Linked DNA regions of Mus musculus: region 1 is linked to region 2. Evidence: chromatin contacts called from public HiChIP or PLAC-seq data. All regions are on one chromosome and are shown on one strand. The core of a region is the stretch at or near the end of the contact, and the rest is flanking DNA. Distances in the headings are between cores, read along the strand shown.

Region 1 (7,310 bases), core at 3,865-6,364, 140 kb after region 2:
TATTATGGTGACTTATTTTGGGACATTGTAATTTTTACTGAGAGTTTTTTTTAAATTTGAATCACAGACCAGCAAGATAGCCGAGGTGCTTGCTGCTAACAGTGGAAGGAGAGCCTCACTTCACTAAGCTGATCTCTGATCTCCACCTATGCTGTGGCAAGATGAATCTGCTGTGCACACACACACACAATATTAATAAATTTAAATTCTTTAATCTTACCAAATAAAGCCATTGTGATTTTTTTTTAAATGAACGTTGAGCTTAATTTTAAAAACACAACCTCTTTTTTTGTTTGTTTGGTTTTTTTTTTTTTTTTTTTTTTTTTTGGTGTTTTGTTTTGTTTTTCGAGGCAGGGTTTCTCTGTATAGCTCTGGCTGTCCTGGAACTCACTTTGTAGACCAGGCTGGCCTCGAACTCAGAAATCTGCCTGCCTCTACCTCCCAAGTGCTGGGATTAAAGGCGTGCGCCACCACGCCTGGCTAAACACAACCTCTTTATATCAAATTATGCCAATAATGGCAAAAATTTCAGCCTCAATAGCAAAAATGTCAATGTTTTTATTCTCTTTTGAGATGGGATATGGCTATGTAACTTGGGGTAAACTTGACATTGTACTACTTCTGCCTCAGTCTCCCAAGTGCAGGGGTTATAATCATCTACCATCACATCTGCCTTCAAAATGTTGACTTTTAAAAAAAAGTTTCTTGAAATTCCAAAAATGAGATATTTTTTAAATAAAAAACTCTCATGAATTTTAAATGAAGAATGATTATATGAGTATGTGTCAATAAAGCAAGTTGTTTGGGGGTGCATGTGTTTGTGGGTACATTTATACATGTGTATCCATCATGTGATAGTTTTTATATGCTCTGCCCAGTAAGTGACACTATTAGAAGATGTGCCCTGTTGGAGTAGGTGTGGCCCTGTTGGAGTAGGTATGTCACTGTGGGTGTGGGCTTTAAGACCCTCATCCTAGCTGTCTAGTATTCTGCTAGCAGCCTTCAAATAAAGATGTAGAACTCTCAGCTCCTCCTGCACCATGCCTGCCTGGATGCTGCCACGTTCCCACCTTGATGATAATGGTCTGAATTTTGAACCTATAAACCAGCCCCCAGCTAAATGTTGTCCTTAAAAGAGTTGCCTTGGTCATGGTATCTGTTCACATCTGTAAAACCCTAACTAAGACACATTATGTGTATATGTGGAGGTCAGAGGTCAACACTGGATATTTTCCTCAGTTACTTTCCACGTTACACACAAAGTTTCTCACTAAACCCAGAGCTCACCGATATAGCTGGGGTGGCCAACCAGCAATCCCCAGGGATCCACCTGTCTCTTCTTCCCCATCAATGGAATCAAAGATGCACACTGCCACAGACAGCTTTTGCATGGTTGCTAGGAATAAAACTCAGATCTTTACAATCATGCAGTAAGGATTTTTTGCTCAGCTCTTTGAAATCATTTTATGTCTATCTAGAATGCATAGCAGTGAAATATTTAAAGACTCCATTAAATATCCATTGCCATTATTGATAAATGTAATATTTATGTGTCTTCTGATAATATGGACAGGTTTCTAAGCCAACTGGACTTTCTTGTGTATAAATTTTCAAAAGAATAATGGAATCTTTCATCCATAGAGCCTGTATGTTCTGTTAGCCAGGGCTGGTTTAGACATAACTTCTAGGATGTGCAGACCAAATAGACAAAGTTTTCCAACACATGTGAAGCAGGGGATCTGGGATCCCCTGTAGCTACATACAACAGGAACCCCATGAAGGACTCCACACACATATTCCTGACTGCCCAGTCCCATGGCTGGACCTTACTTCTTCGGAGTCTGCAACTTAAACAACGTGGCAGGGCTACTTATTCTGAACAAGCAATGACTCACTCTGTGGCCGGCTAGAGGTCAGCATTCTGATGGTGTACAATCTCCTTAGCTCACACAGTATGCTGTGGTATAACAGCACAGTGCCATAGTGGAGGTCTCTATCCAGACACTCATCATAGGACAATCTACCAAAGTCTGTTGCCCTACTTCCAACCACCAACGTGACAGTGATGGTGACTCCCCCTAGAACTCCAGGCCAGGCCATTTTAGGCCACACTGCAAGTCCAAGAGATTGGTACTCATGGACACTGGTGTAACTCATGAGAGGCACAAATGGGAATTAGAGCAGGAACGTTATGTCCAAAGGCCAGATATGAGAATCAGCTGTCTCTGTTGGGAATAGAGAAAAGCCCAAAAGAGTTGGGTAGAGATGCCAAATCTGAGAGAAGGAGATAGAAATGGGTAAGCGAAGACAACCAGAGTTGTGTTGTGAAAGCTAAGCCAAAGCACAGCTGGATTGAGTACAAGGGCCTCCTGAGCCTTGTATTCGAAGTATAAGCTGTGCTGTCTCACTGTTTGCTATGGTGGAACATCGCTGGGTGAGCTTGGGAGGGCATGTCCAAAGAACATTAGATTAGGAGGGAAAACAGAGTGATTGTGAGCAGCCGCATCCCATCATGCTAGGGCCCCTCCGATAAAACAGGAAAGGGAAAAAACAGGGGATATAATCTGTCTCTCCCTCCCTCCCTCACTTCCAGCTGCCATGATGAACTGATCCTCTGAAACTGTGGTCCCAAATAATGCTTTGGTCTCTTGCATTCTTTTTGTTCAGTTATTTTGTGATGGCAATGAAAAGTCTAAGGCAGGAAGTACTTGATGGCTAACCAATGTTGGTTGGTTGGTTGGTTGGTTGGTTGGTTGGTTGGTTGGTTTTTGTTTTATTTTGCTTTGTTTTTTTTTTCCTTTGCCACATTGATTTTAAGAGTACGTCTCAAGGGTGGGAGCAGGAGCCTACACTGGAGTTAGAGATTTATAACTTTGGTTTGGTGTTTGGGGAGGGACATGCCTTTGCTCATTGTCTTTGAGCATGGCTAGGAATGTATGCCACCCTAAAGGCAATAGTCATACCCCTTAAAACCAAGAGCAGAGCTAATCTTACAATAAATGACAGACCACGGAAGGCCAAGGAGGGAGAGAGAAAGCACGCCCAGCTTTCATAACCTCACGAGGTCCAGCCAGCCCTGCCTAGCCTTACTTCTGGGGTTTCCTAGGAAGGAAGTCAGTTTTGCTCCCTGATTGCTTAGCTGACTTGTTTAAGTTGCATTGAAACAGAAGCAGCCCTCGGAGACCAAGGCCCACAGGGAATGCTAATACTGAATAACGTCATCCAAGAATCCAGTCCAGACTTCTGCAGCCTCCCAAGCCTAGACAGGACAGTGCCAGCTAGGAGTCAGCCATCCAACCCTGATCAGCTTCAGAGCCACTTCCCAAAGGCCCGGAAGGTTCTGGAGGGTTCCCAGGGTCTGTAGTGTGCCAGCCTCACCGACAGGACCTACTGAGTCCAGTCAATCTCCTGGGCTCCTTCACTGCATTATTAAGTGTTTGACTGGCTTGTTTGCAGCCAAAAGCATTTACTTTTAATTTAGACAATTTCCCCCTTTTTAATTTTGCCTGCCTTTGAAATAGGTCTGCAGAGCGATGCTGTGTCACAGACTGCCCTTGATGTCTGTGTTCATTTGTTAGCATATTTGGCGTATCTGCAGCCAAGAAGCCGTAGGCACTGGATCGTTATGTTCCTCTGTTTTCCCTTTTCAAGGATTCTGTTAAAATCCATAATGTAACCAGACAAGCAGAACATTCAGGCATTCTTCTGAAAGTTAAGCCTTCTGCCTCTGCACCTCCAGTCAGTTCCTGCTTCGTACCTGGCGTCTCTGAAAGAGAAGAACGCTGCCCTTCCGTGTGCCCTCACTAAAGTCTCGGCCACACACAAGGCAGTACCTCCATTAGCCCAGAGCACTTTTCTTTGTTTTCCATCATGCTTCCAGGAGCAGCAAGCAACAAACAACAAACAAGCAACATGTGCAAAACATCAACAGATATCGTACGCTTCAAATCTCAGGGCAGCGGGGGAGGCTGCTGTGGGCAGGAAGCATGCCATTCAAGTTGGTACAGAGGGATAGTCAATTGCAATGATCGCTTTGATCTGCTGATCCCCTTATCGGATTCCTCTCTGCGATTCTGCTTATGGGGAGAGTTTTTTTCTCTCTCATCACTAATCATCTTGCAGGTCCTGGTTTATACCTATTAGACTAAACACACCCTGGGGAAGTAGTGGCTAACTCTGGTCTGTACACATCTGAGATGTCAAAGCGGCAGGAATCCACAGAGCTCCGGGCTTCTCTGATTAATGTCACCGACATGAAACATCCAAATTCTCTGAAAACAAAGCGACTTTCTTTGGACTCCAACTTCAATTCTAGCCTTCAAAAAAGGATGCTGAGGACCATGATGGAATTGTTTCCACCCTGGGTGTCTTACCTTTGAAATAAAGGGGTGTATCACCTTTGACACACACCCACATGCCCAAGGCAACCCATCTTCCTGGCCCTGTCTCTCACTCCCGGCTGTTGCCATGGTTTGCTCAGAAGAGCAGCTGCCCAGAGACAGCATGGAAATGGAGTGCACACTGAGTCAGTCCAAGTATCGTCTAGGATAATGAGCAGAGGTCTCAGGATTTTGAAAGCCAAAATGCCCTGTCTTTTGTAAGGCTGCCCTCAATGGAAAGGGGACAAAGGGAGGAAGGCCTAAGTAAAACAGACTTTGTCTTATTAACCTGGTGCACACGCCTGTGATCGGTGGCTTAGCTGGCAAATTGCAAGGACCTCGATGGGAGATTCAGAATGCAACAAGTGGATGTTGCTATGGAAACGGATCAAATGAACCCCAAGAATGAAGGCCCTCAGCCTGGGGAGAATGCTGGAAGAGGGTGGATGTTGCTTTGAATGCGCTGAGCTGATGTCGGAAGCCCGTGCAAGGGGAACGGCTTCCGAGGCTCTCGCTAACTTGGCGTCCTGAGGGCGACACGAGAAGCTTGCCCCAGGTCAGTTGGTTTAGAAAAAGACGAAGACGTTCTCTGCCCCTCGGCTGAGGACCCAGGCTGCATGAACCTCTGCTAGCTCCAGACTCAGTTGGCCCGAGGCCTGCTGTCCACAGGGCCTGGGAAGTGTGTTCCATCTACAAAAGTCCCTACCCCCATCCTTCGGTGCCAAGGCTGGAAACTCTGGGTGAAACAAAGGAAAGAGACAAACTGGGGCTTTGACTCACTCAAAGAATGGGCAGTCGGGCAGTGGGAGGGTTTACTCTCAGGAAGTGATCAGATTCAAGGTCATACTCCCAAACCCTCCCTCCAAGAAATGCTTCATTTTCCAGATAAAATTAGACTGTGTCAGAGCACACTGGATAAATTTAGGGTTCTACCCTGAGGCTTGGGTTGGGGACAGAGCTGGATTTAATAACATCTGTCATCCCTTCCAGACCCGTGATTCTGTGATAATTGGCTGGCGGGAGCACTGGTTTTCCAGGACACCCATGATTACAAGGCACTCTTTAAATGCACCGTGTAGACACTCCAAACAGCACAGTTGTAGATAATTACCCAGTTGGGAGTTTCTATATATGTAATAACTAACACAGGATAGGCTAGTCAGAGTCAGGGGGCCAGAAAGGTTCTCTGAAAAGGAGAAGTCAGTCCTCGGGGTCCTGAAGGAAGCACGTGAGTCTTCTACTTTGCTCTACTCTATCTACTGTGTGCACAGATGGAGTTCTGTGTCTGGGGTGCTCAAAGTCACAGTAACAAGCCCAAGGGTGGCCATAACAGCGCCAAACAGAGAGGAACACTGAGTTCTAGGCTTTATCCAAAGCTGAGCACCACTCATGCAAAAACCCACAGTGCTCCACAATGTGAAACAGGTTCAATGCCCGTGAGATATGACAAGTCTTCATTCAACACAAACCTTGTTTCAAGCTCAAACTTATTTAAAAATACTGTATTAATTTGCATCTGGATTATGTGCATAAAGTATATATGAAACATGAGTCTTAGGCTTAATGTCAAGTATCAGTCTCAAGCTATTTCCCTACATGTACGCAAACATTTCCTACTTCTGAAACACTCAGAACCTGACTTTTGGAAGATAAGAGTATCAGGTCAAAGCTGTAAGCACGTGAGTTGGGATCTGTGGTCATTTGAATGAAAATGGCCCAATCAAAGAAAACACATGGTGGGACTCATGGCTCTAGCTGCGTATGTAGCAGAGGATGGCCTAGTGCCAACCACAATTCAGCTTTAGTATTTAAAATGCACCCCTCTCACAGCTTGTGACCACTCAGAAGAGAATGATAACTACAAAATCAGGATGATGTCAACAAAAGTATGGGACAGATCTGGAGGTAGTGTACAACTTGTAATGTGCTCAGAAAAATTAAGACTTAAGACGCTATATCCAAGTTTATGATAGTTTACATGGTGTGTAGACTATAACTACTCGGTGGATTTTAGTTACCATATCTGATCAATTTTAGATCTTAAACATAGTTCAGTGGTAGGACACTTGGCTAGCATGTAATGTGCCTGAGTTCAGTCCTTAACACTGAAACAATAGTGACAATGACAATAATAATAATATCTTGCCACATCTACTCAGGAGATTAAAGCAAGAAAATTACATCAGCCCTGGAGTTCAAGGTCAGCTTGGGCAATAAGGTGACTCTGCCACTCAATATGGTAATAGTAACAATAATAACGATAACCGTAATAGCATTAAAAGTCTATTTTGGTCACTGTGAGATCTGAATGTCTCATGAGAATGCAAAAAAAGCAATTCTTCCTGGGAGCAACAGAAATAAGGGTGTTTGTGACTTGTCCCATCTCCCTCTGGACAGGCCTCTCCTGAAGGCATTTCTAGTAGAATGTCAGTTTGGCGCCTCTGAGAGGGCACAGCTGTGTGGAGGCACACAGTAAGACAGACAACTCCAACTGCTGTCTCAGGCAGGGCTGGACTGAAGCCAACAGGCCTACCTCCCTGAGATGAGAACAAGAAACAAGAATGCCTGTGACAGCCATCTCCTGAGTTTCACGGAGATGAGATCTTCAGGATAAAACCTTGCAAGAGCTCTGAGATTCTTGGGAGCACAATGAATGGAGTTGCTTTCATCTTCCTTATCCTCTAAAGAGTGGGTGTTTAATATTCCAAAGCAGGCCAATTTGTCAAACAAAATAATAAATGCTTATGGTTGGAAATACCCAGCCACACCAGAACATTTTACTTCAAAGGTTAGATGTTCCTTTATTATCAAAGATTACTAATATCAACACTTGAGGTAAGAACCCACAGCTCATTAATGCTGCATATAATTGCACCAAGCTGTCCACACTAGCTTTTTCCGCTGGGCTAAATCTGTTGTTTATCAAGACTC
Region 2 (7,089 bases), core at 1,511-4,010:
GATCTCTTCCCACTTTGATTCTATCCGTTCAGTTGTGACTTGGCCTTCAAATCTGCTTGAAAGCAATTCAACAACAAAATTGAAAAGAGAACACAGTCATCTCTAGTTACAGTATGTCCATGGAGTTCTCAGATGTTCAGAGCGGGGGCAGCTGTTGGAATTTTCATGATCAAGCTCCACGGTACCAGGAGAGCTCTTTCTGGAAGTCTGAGTCAAGAGTCGGAGTCTGAGTCGGAACTGTACCTCAAATGAACATGAAGAAATCGAAGAGACATGCCATCAGTGTGGGCTTTCAGGCTGTGGATAAAGGTTTTGAGGGGCCCTATGAAACTCCAATGAGACAGATAGGCCTCACCATATGCTTCTGCCATGACTAAACAAATTCAGAGTGCAATCAAGCTCAGAAAGAGATCATTTGCATCCTGCATGAGGATACAGATGGATATCTACCCAAATCAGATGAAAGGAGGAAAGAAACACCTTAGCCAGGAGGTCAAGGTCGAGAATCCACCTCAGTTGAAGGATTTGGATTGTATCTGTTGTCATGGTGATGATGCTAGGCTTAGCTTCACATTGTCACAATAATCAGAAAAATAGGTTTATTTATAGTTCAAAAGCAGCCTGGACTTGCCCCTCCTCAACCCCAAATCTCTACTAGAAAAACAAGGCTGCAGTGGCACAAATTATCATACCTGTCACCTGAAGTATCAGCACCACAACCTTAGCCTGCCTTCTAGAAGAGAGTTGATTCCCATACTGACCTCGTGTCATAACAAACCTTGGGAAAATGGAATAAATTGTAGAGATGTTGAAGTAGATAAAAATCCATAATGGTAACAGCCTTCTATGAAGCCCAGCAACATCTTTTTAACTTAGGGATTAATGTGTATGGAATGGGGACTGGGGGAAATGACTCAGTGGTTAAGAGTTCTTGCTTTACAAACCTGAGTGTGAACCCCCGGAATCCACAAAATAAAACTTGGAACCTCAGCATCAGAGAGAAGAATCAAACATATCCAGGACGTCTGGCAGCCAACCTAGCTTAAATACGTCTCTGGTTCAGTAAGAGACCCTGTCCCAAGGAATAAGGCAGAGAGTGATAGAGGAAGGTATCCAACTTGTGGTCTCTGCATTCATGCACTCACAAATACAAAACACACACACACAGGCACACACACACATACCTTACATCATTAAGAATATACCTGAGCACAATTGACTTTAGACTATGATTGAATAAAACGGGAAAATTTAAGTGTTTTGGGTTTTTTTTAGAGTGTTTAGGAGAATTAGAAATATATAGGCATAACTGTTAGTTTGGTAGAATTTTAAAACTCCTTAAGAAAGTGCTAAGATCTTCAAGTTTACTTCCTCCAGCCTATGAAGTGATTTAAAAGCATATCATATGTATTTACAAGTACAGCTTTAAATGCTTAAAAAAAAATAAGCAAGCTACAGAGCAGAGGGATCCATGGTAATTTAGTCTGTTTAACTTTAATTTATTAACCAGCATTTAGATTAAATATCTAAATATTATTTGATCTCATTTTGCAAATTACTTGCTAGATTTATGTATAGGATAAGACATTTAAGGTAAAATAAGGGCATATGATAAAAATAAATCTATCAACTTTACTAAGTCAACATTAATTAAAAATTAATGACTTAAAAGTAGTATCAATTTTAGTCTCACCAAAAAATGCCTAACGTAGATCTAGCTATAAGAAGATGGGAGACAAATATAAAATTATAATCCTTCTACAAAATACCGGTCTACAGTTTTCAAAAATGTTACTTCCATGAATAAAAAGATAGTTCCAAATTAAGATGACCAAAGAACATAACAATCCAAAAAGCAGCTTGACCTGTGCTTTTCCTTCAGCAAAACTGGCATTATTGTTCATTTTGGGGAAATCTGAAAGAAGCCTGTAAGCAGATAACACTATGTTATCAATTTTCATTTCCCAATTTTGCAAAGTATAAAGTATGTCTGTAAGAGAAATCCTTTGTTTTTAGGACACACACGGTGTGTTATTTAAGAACAGAGAGACATTTTATCAGCATTTATCTCTCTGGTTCAGGAGAAAAACTGAAAATGGCAAATGTTTTAAAACACTGTCATTTGGAAACTCTAGGGGAGAAGTATATAAGAATTCCTCAGGTTTTCTATGACTAGTATTGTCACAAAGTAAAAGAAGGAAAAGCTAATATTTAATAGCTTGCTTTAAAAAAAATCATCTCAGACAACCATTACCCACCAAGAAGGAACCATAAAAGATGAACTAGAAGTGTGCATCTAAGAGAATGCCACAGAGCTGAGTGGAACAAGAAAACCTTCACATTCTTACTAAAAGACTGAAACCTAGCCAGGTACAGTGTTCATGCCCACAGTCGCAGCACTCCAGAGCACAAGTCACGAGATCTGTGAGTTAAAGGCCATTCTGAGCTATGCAGCAAAACAGCAACAACATCAATGACTGAAACTGAGAAAAAAAAAAAAGTCCTCTATTTAACCTCACTGTCAATCGTCATCCTTTAGATGAAAGCTCTGATACCAAATAATGGTGTCCTGGCAGTCAGTATCTACCCCCAAGGCTTTTGGCTTTTCCCCACGTGGTACATAACATCCAGAACTGTCATCCAAACCCCAAAGCAACTCAGCCAGCAAAGGCCTTTCTTGAAAGTCTTCCCATTGGCCTCATACAAAGCCTCTAGGTAGAAGGCAGGCCCCTCCCCTCCCATCCACACATCAACTCCAGCCAGACCAGGACTAAAGGGCTTTGAATCACTCTTTGTAACAAGAAAAAAAAGACCTTATTCAGTAGGGAAGCTTGCAGGAACAATCATTCTCTTGGCCATCTCCTTGGTAATATAACCCACTATTCCCAAGAATTCCCTATTTTGGTGTCCTGATGCACAGAGAGCTGGCTTAAAACAGGCCTAGCCCTTCTCTGAGACCAGGATCAGACAGGGCAGGCCAATAGCCCAACAACTCTTCTGGCTTCACCCCCCCCCACCTCCCATTATTTCAGAATCATCTGTTAGGATGACCTGAGGTACCCTGTGACTATAACCATACAAACCCTAGAAGCACATGACTACATACAGTGATCTATGTTAGACTATGTAAACTTGAACTGATTAAACAGAGCTGAAGTTGAGTCTTTGCATATATGTGTGTTACAAAAACATAGAGATCTATAACAATAATCATTTCGTTAATTCATCACACATGATAAGCATAATTTAAAGTTAAGAAAGGTAGGGTTAGGGCTAGAGAGATGACTCAGTGGTTAAGAGCACCATCTGCTCTTCCAGAGGTCCTGAGTTGAATTCCCAGCAACCACATAATGGCTCACAACCATCTGTAATGAAATCTGATTCCCTCTTCTGGTGTGTCGGAAGACAGTAACAGTGTACTCACATATATAAAATCAACAAATCTTTAAAGAAAAAGAAAGAAAGAAAGAAAGGTAGGGCTTTCAAAGCGCACAAATGGAAGTAGATATTCAAACATAAAAGTGCTTTTCAAACACTTAGCACAAAGCAATAGTTCAATGAAATGAATGAATGAGCTTTTATCTTTAATGTAATAAGCTCTAAGGAATAGACAAATGAACAGAAGACACCAGAACTCTTACTGGAGTTGGAAAAGCCAAGTTCTAGTCCCAGAGCTAGAATAACTGTAAAATACTGCACAACCACCCCACATTCCCAGCGCTTACATTCCATACATATTAAATATGCAAGTGGGGGCAGATGCTCCTGTGATGGATAATCATCATTGTCAACTAGACTGAATATATTATCACCATGGAAACATATCTAGGTATGACTAGGAGGTTGTTTAATGTAGCAGGGGTAACTCACCTGAATGTAAGCATCACCATCCCATGGCCTGGGAGCCCACACTGAAGGAGGAGGAGAAAGCTAACTGGGCCTCAGCATTCATCCTCTGCTTACTGATTGGGACACAATATGACCAGCCACCTCACACTTTTACTGACATACTGCCTTGCCATGATGGTGGAATGTATCCTCAAACTGTGAGCCCAAATCAGCCCTGCCTGCCTTAAGTTGCTTCTTGCCCGAGGTTTTGTTCCCAGCTGCATAGAAAAAAAAAAATAATACAGATCCTAAAGTTAATCTAGCCTGAAACAGTTTTATTTTAATTCTGCAATTTTTATTGTACATCCTAAGACAGACTGTGGGCACAGCTTTGTTCGTTATTCAAACTTTACTCATCTCCTAGATAGGCAGATTTAATGGCTAATTACTTTAGTTCTTTGGCCTAATTAAGACCTTCTTTTCATGGCTTTGGCCATTTTTTATTTCTCTGTGGCTAGCCTTTTCACCCTTCCATTCTCTGCTCTCAGCCACATCACTTCCTTAGTTATTTGAACAGATATGCACACACATGTGTGTTCGTGTGTCTGTGCACATGCACACACATACACACACGTATATGAAATGCTTATGTATTTTTTCCATTTCACTATCTTATTGTCCATTGAGTCAATAAGTTGGACATAGCTGTACAGTGGTAGACATCTTTAGTTCCAGCATTCCGAAGGTAGAGGCAGACGGATCTTTGAGTTTGAGGCCAGCCTGGTCTATAGAGTGAGTTCTTTGACAGTCAGTGCTGTACAGAGAAACCCTGTCTCAAAAAAAAAAAGAAAAAAAGGTTGGGCATTCGACATGACTCACAGAGGAAGCAAGAGATGCATGGGATTAGGGTAGCTACTTGGCCAGTTTGTGATAGGGCTTCGGTTGGACAAAGCAAGAGCTTAAAATAAGGCCACTTGGAGAAGAAAGGGGGTGTCCTTTACCTCTAATACATTCATTTATATGGGGAGATGGAATGATAATTATTCGATCAGAAAAATACAATTATTCAAATACAATACAGCAGAGCCTTTGTTCTGCCTCTCTTGTGAATCTTAAGAATAGAGCATTCTCTAGTTTCTGCAAAGCATGCTTGTGCCCTTGGAAGGCAGAAAGGTGGCACCCTACAGGGACTGTCACTCTTCTTCTCCATTGCCTTTGTATCCACCCTATAAGAAACAAAAGACCCAGTCACAACCCTAGAGCCCTCAGTCACTTTGCTTTTTCCCAGGATTGGATAACTTCTGCAGGCTTCATGGAAGGAGCTATTGGCCTTGGGACAACAGGGCCTGTGCCCTTGTGCTAAGCACTGTCCCCTTGGGTATCCCTGTAGCATATAGATACTGCTTCAAGACATCCAGATTCCCCAGAGCTAACCCACCCTTCCTGGCTAGTTGAGCCTTCTAAATAACCCTCTCTGTACCAACAAAAGCAGACTGGATCACAGGAGCTAATCCTAACCATGTCCCATCACAACAGGCCAAGTGGGTATAACTAAGCCCATGTAACTCTTTCTCACTTCCTCTGTGAGTAGTGCTAATGTCCAGCCTACTGACTCAATGGAAAATAAGATAATAAAATGAAAAGGTACATATTTCATACACATGCATGTATACACATGTGTACGTGCACATGTCCCTTCAAATAACTAAGACAGTGACGTTCCTAAGAATGGAGAGTAGAGGGGTGAAAAGGCTAATCACGGAGGAAGTAAAAATGCCCAAAGCCATAAAAAGAAGGTCTTAAAATAGGCTAAAGAACTAAAGTAATTTAGCCATTAAATTCTGGTTTTCATCTAGGAGATAGGTAAAGTTTGAAGAGTGAACAAAGCTGTGTCCACATGGGTCTTTTTCATGTATCTTGTTTCAGAAGGCAAGTCGCTATTGACTGTTAGGACCTGGCAAAATCTCTCTCAATTCTCCCAAAAAACCATTCACATACACCAAGGACAAAGATATATATAAAAAAAAAAAATCCTAACATGCATTGTTTGCAAAATTTTTCATTAACTGGGTGATCAATTGGAATATTAAACTGCCACTTAGAATAAGTTAATAGAGCTATTCATTAGCTCTGGGATAAAATATTATAAAACCAGAGCAGGCCTTGACATACACGAGATATTTGGGAAATACCTACTAAGTAGATAGAATATGTAACTTCCCATATATTCTTTCCTATCTGATTCTTAGGATAGTCCTGTCACCTGACTCACAGCACGTAAAAAGGAGGCAATAAAGTTCACAGCCAGGGCTGGCTGGGAAGATGAAGAAGAGTAAAGCACTTGCTGAACACCCAGCAGGCACGAGGACTGGGGTCTGGATCACCAGAACGCACACCAACACTGAGTAGGCATGATAACCTGCCTGAAATTCCATCACTCAGAGGGCAGAGACAGCTAGTAACAGCAAGATCTGGGTTCAACTGCAAGTTTCTGCCTCAATGGAGAAGGTGGAAAGTGACTGTGGACGAATAGAATGACCACCTTGGGCTTCTGCAAACAAGCATGTACACACACACACACACACACACATTTTCACATGGAAACAGCATGTCCATGTGCATGCATCACACACACACACACACAGTGTCACATAAATAAAATACAACAAAAGTCAAAGCAGTCATGTCCTGCTCAACATTGCACAGCTTAAAAGCAAAGAGGCCAAATAAAACAAGGTCTATTAGAGAAGGCCCTTCAGGGACTAACATTCATTCCACCCAAGCACGGGCAAGCTGGGTGTCCTCAGACACCTGGGCCTCTCAGTCACTGCTTGCTGATACCCCTGAACTTTTTATCTTACAGAGGCCTCCATTGGGTGGGGCCTGGTCTTCTGGACTGCTGGATTGGGCATCTAACAACAGGTTTAAAAGGAGGTCAGTCAACAACAGGTTACCATGGTAACCCGAAACCAACACCACCACCACCACCACTACCCCACCCCCACTTTGCCTCTAGAATAAAATGAAGTAGGAAAGCAAAAAGAAGCATTTGTTAAATGCCTGCTATGAGCCAGACATGATGAATAGGAAAAAACTCATCTCAATCTTCCTTTAGAAATCCCCAAAAGAAAAAGAAACTGCATTGTTCAAGAAAGTACACAGCAGGCCTACATCCCTGCTTAATCTAGGTCAGTTATAACTGCACAGGAAGTTGTTGGTTTCACGTGGCATGTGCGCCCATCATCCCTCCTCCAGCGTTAT

Evidence for each region. HiChIP or PLAC-seq counts read pairs in DNA pulled down with a chosen protein or histone mark.
Region 1: an H3K27ac HiChIP or PLAC-seq map of neural progenitor cells shows a contact between it and region 2, with 5 times the contacts expected there. The contact joins two enhancer-like sites. A contact is called at or near these places in 1 of 484 Hi-C or Micro-C datasets (nephron progenitors) and 3 of 115 datasets of contacts at active chromatin or transcription factors (embryonic stem cells, neural progenitor cells and stem cell-derived neural progenitor cells).

Annotation. Positions count from the first base shown.
Region 1 is chr2:17,834,442-17,841,751 of GRCm38.p6, forward strand. No RefSeq gene overlaps it. Among named protein-coding and RNA genes, the nearest start is that of H2al2a, 160 kb to the right of the region's middle. Within about 2 kb of position 5,115, at least 33 of the 459 cell types and tissues checked have an H3K27ac peak or open chromatin away from gene starts, as enhancers often do. A contact at or near this core is called in neural progenitor cells and stem cell-derived neural progenitor cells, where this site is marked.
Region 2 is chr2:17,695,896-17,702,984 of GRCm38.p6, forward strand. It overlaps a transcript of Nebl not described here. Among named protein-coding and RNA genes, the nearest start is that of Mir6419, 140 kb to the left of the region's middle. Within about 2 kb of position 2,761, at least 27 of the 459 cell types and tissues checked have an H3K27ac peak or open chromatin away from gene starts, as enhancers often do. A contact at or near this core is called in neural progenitor cells and stem cell-derived neural progenitor cells, where this site is marked.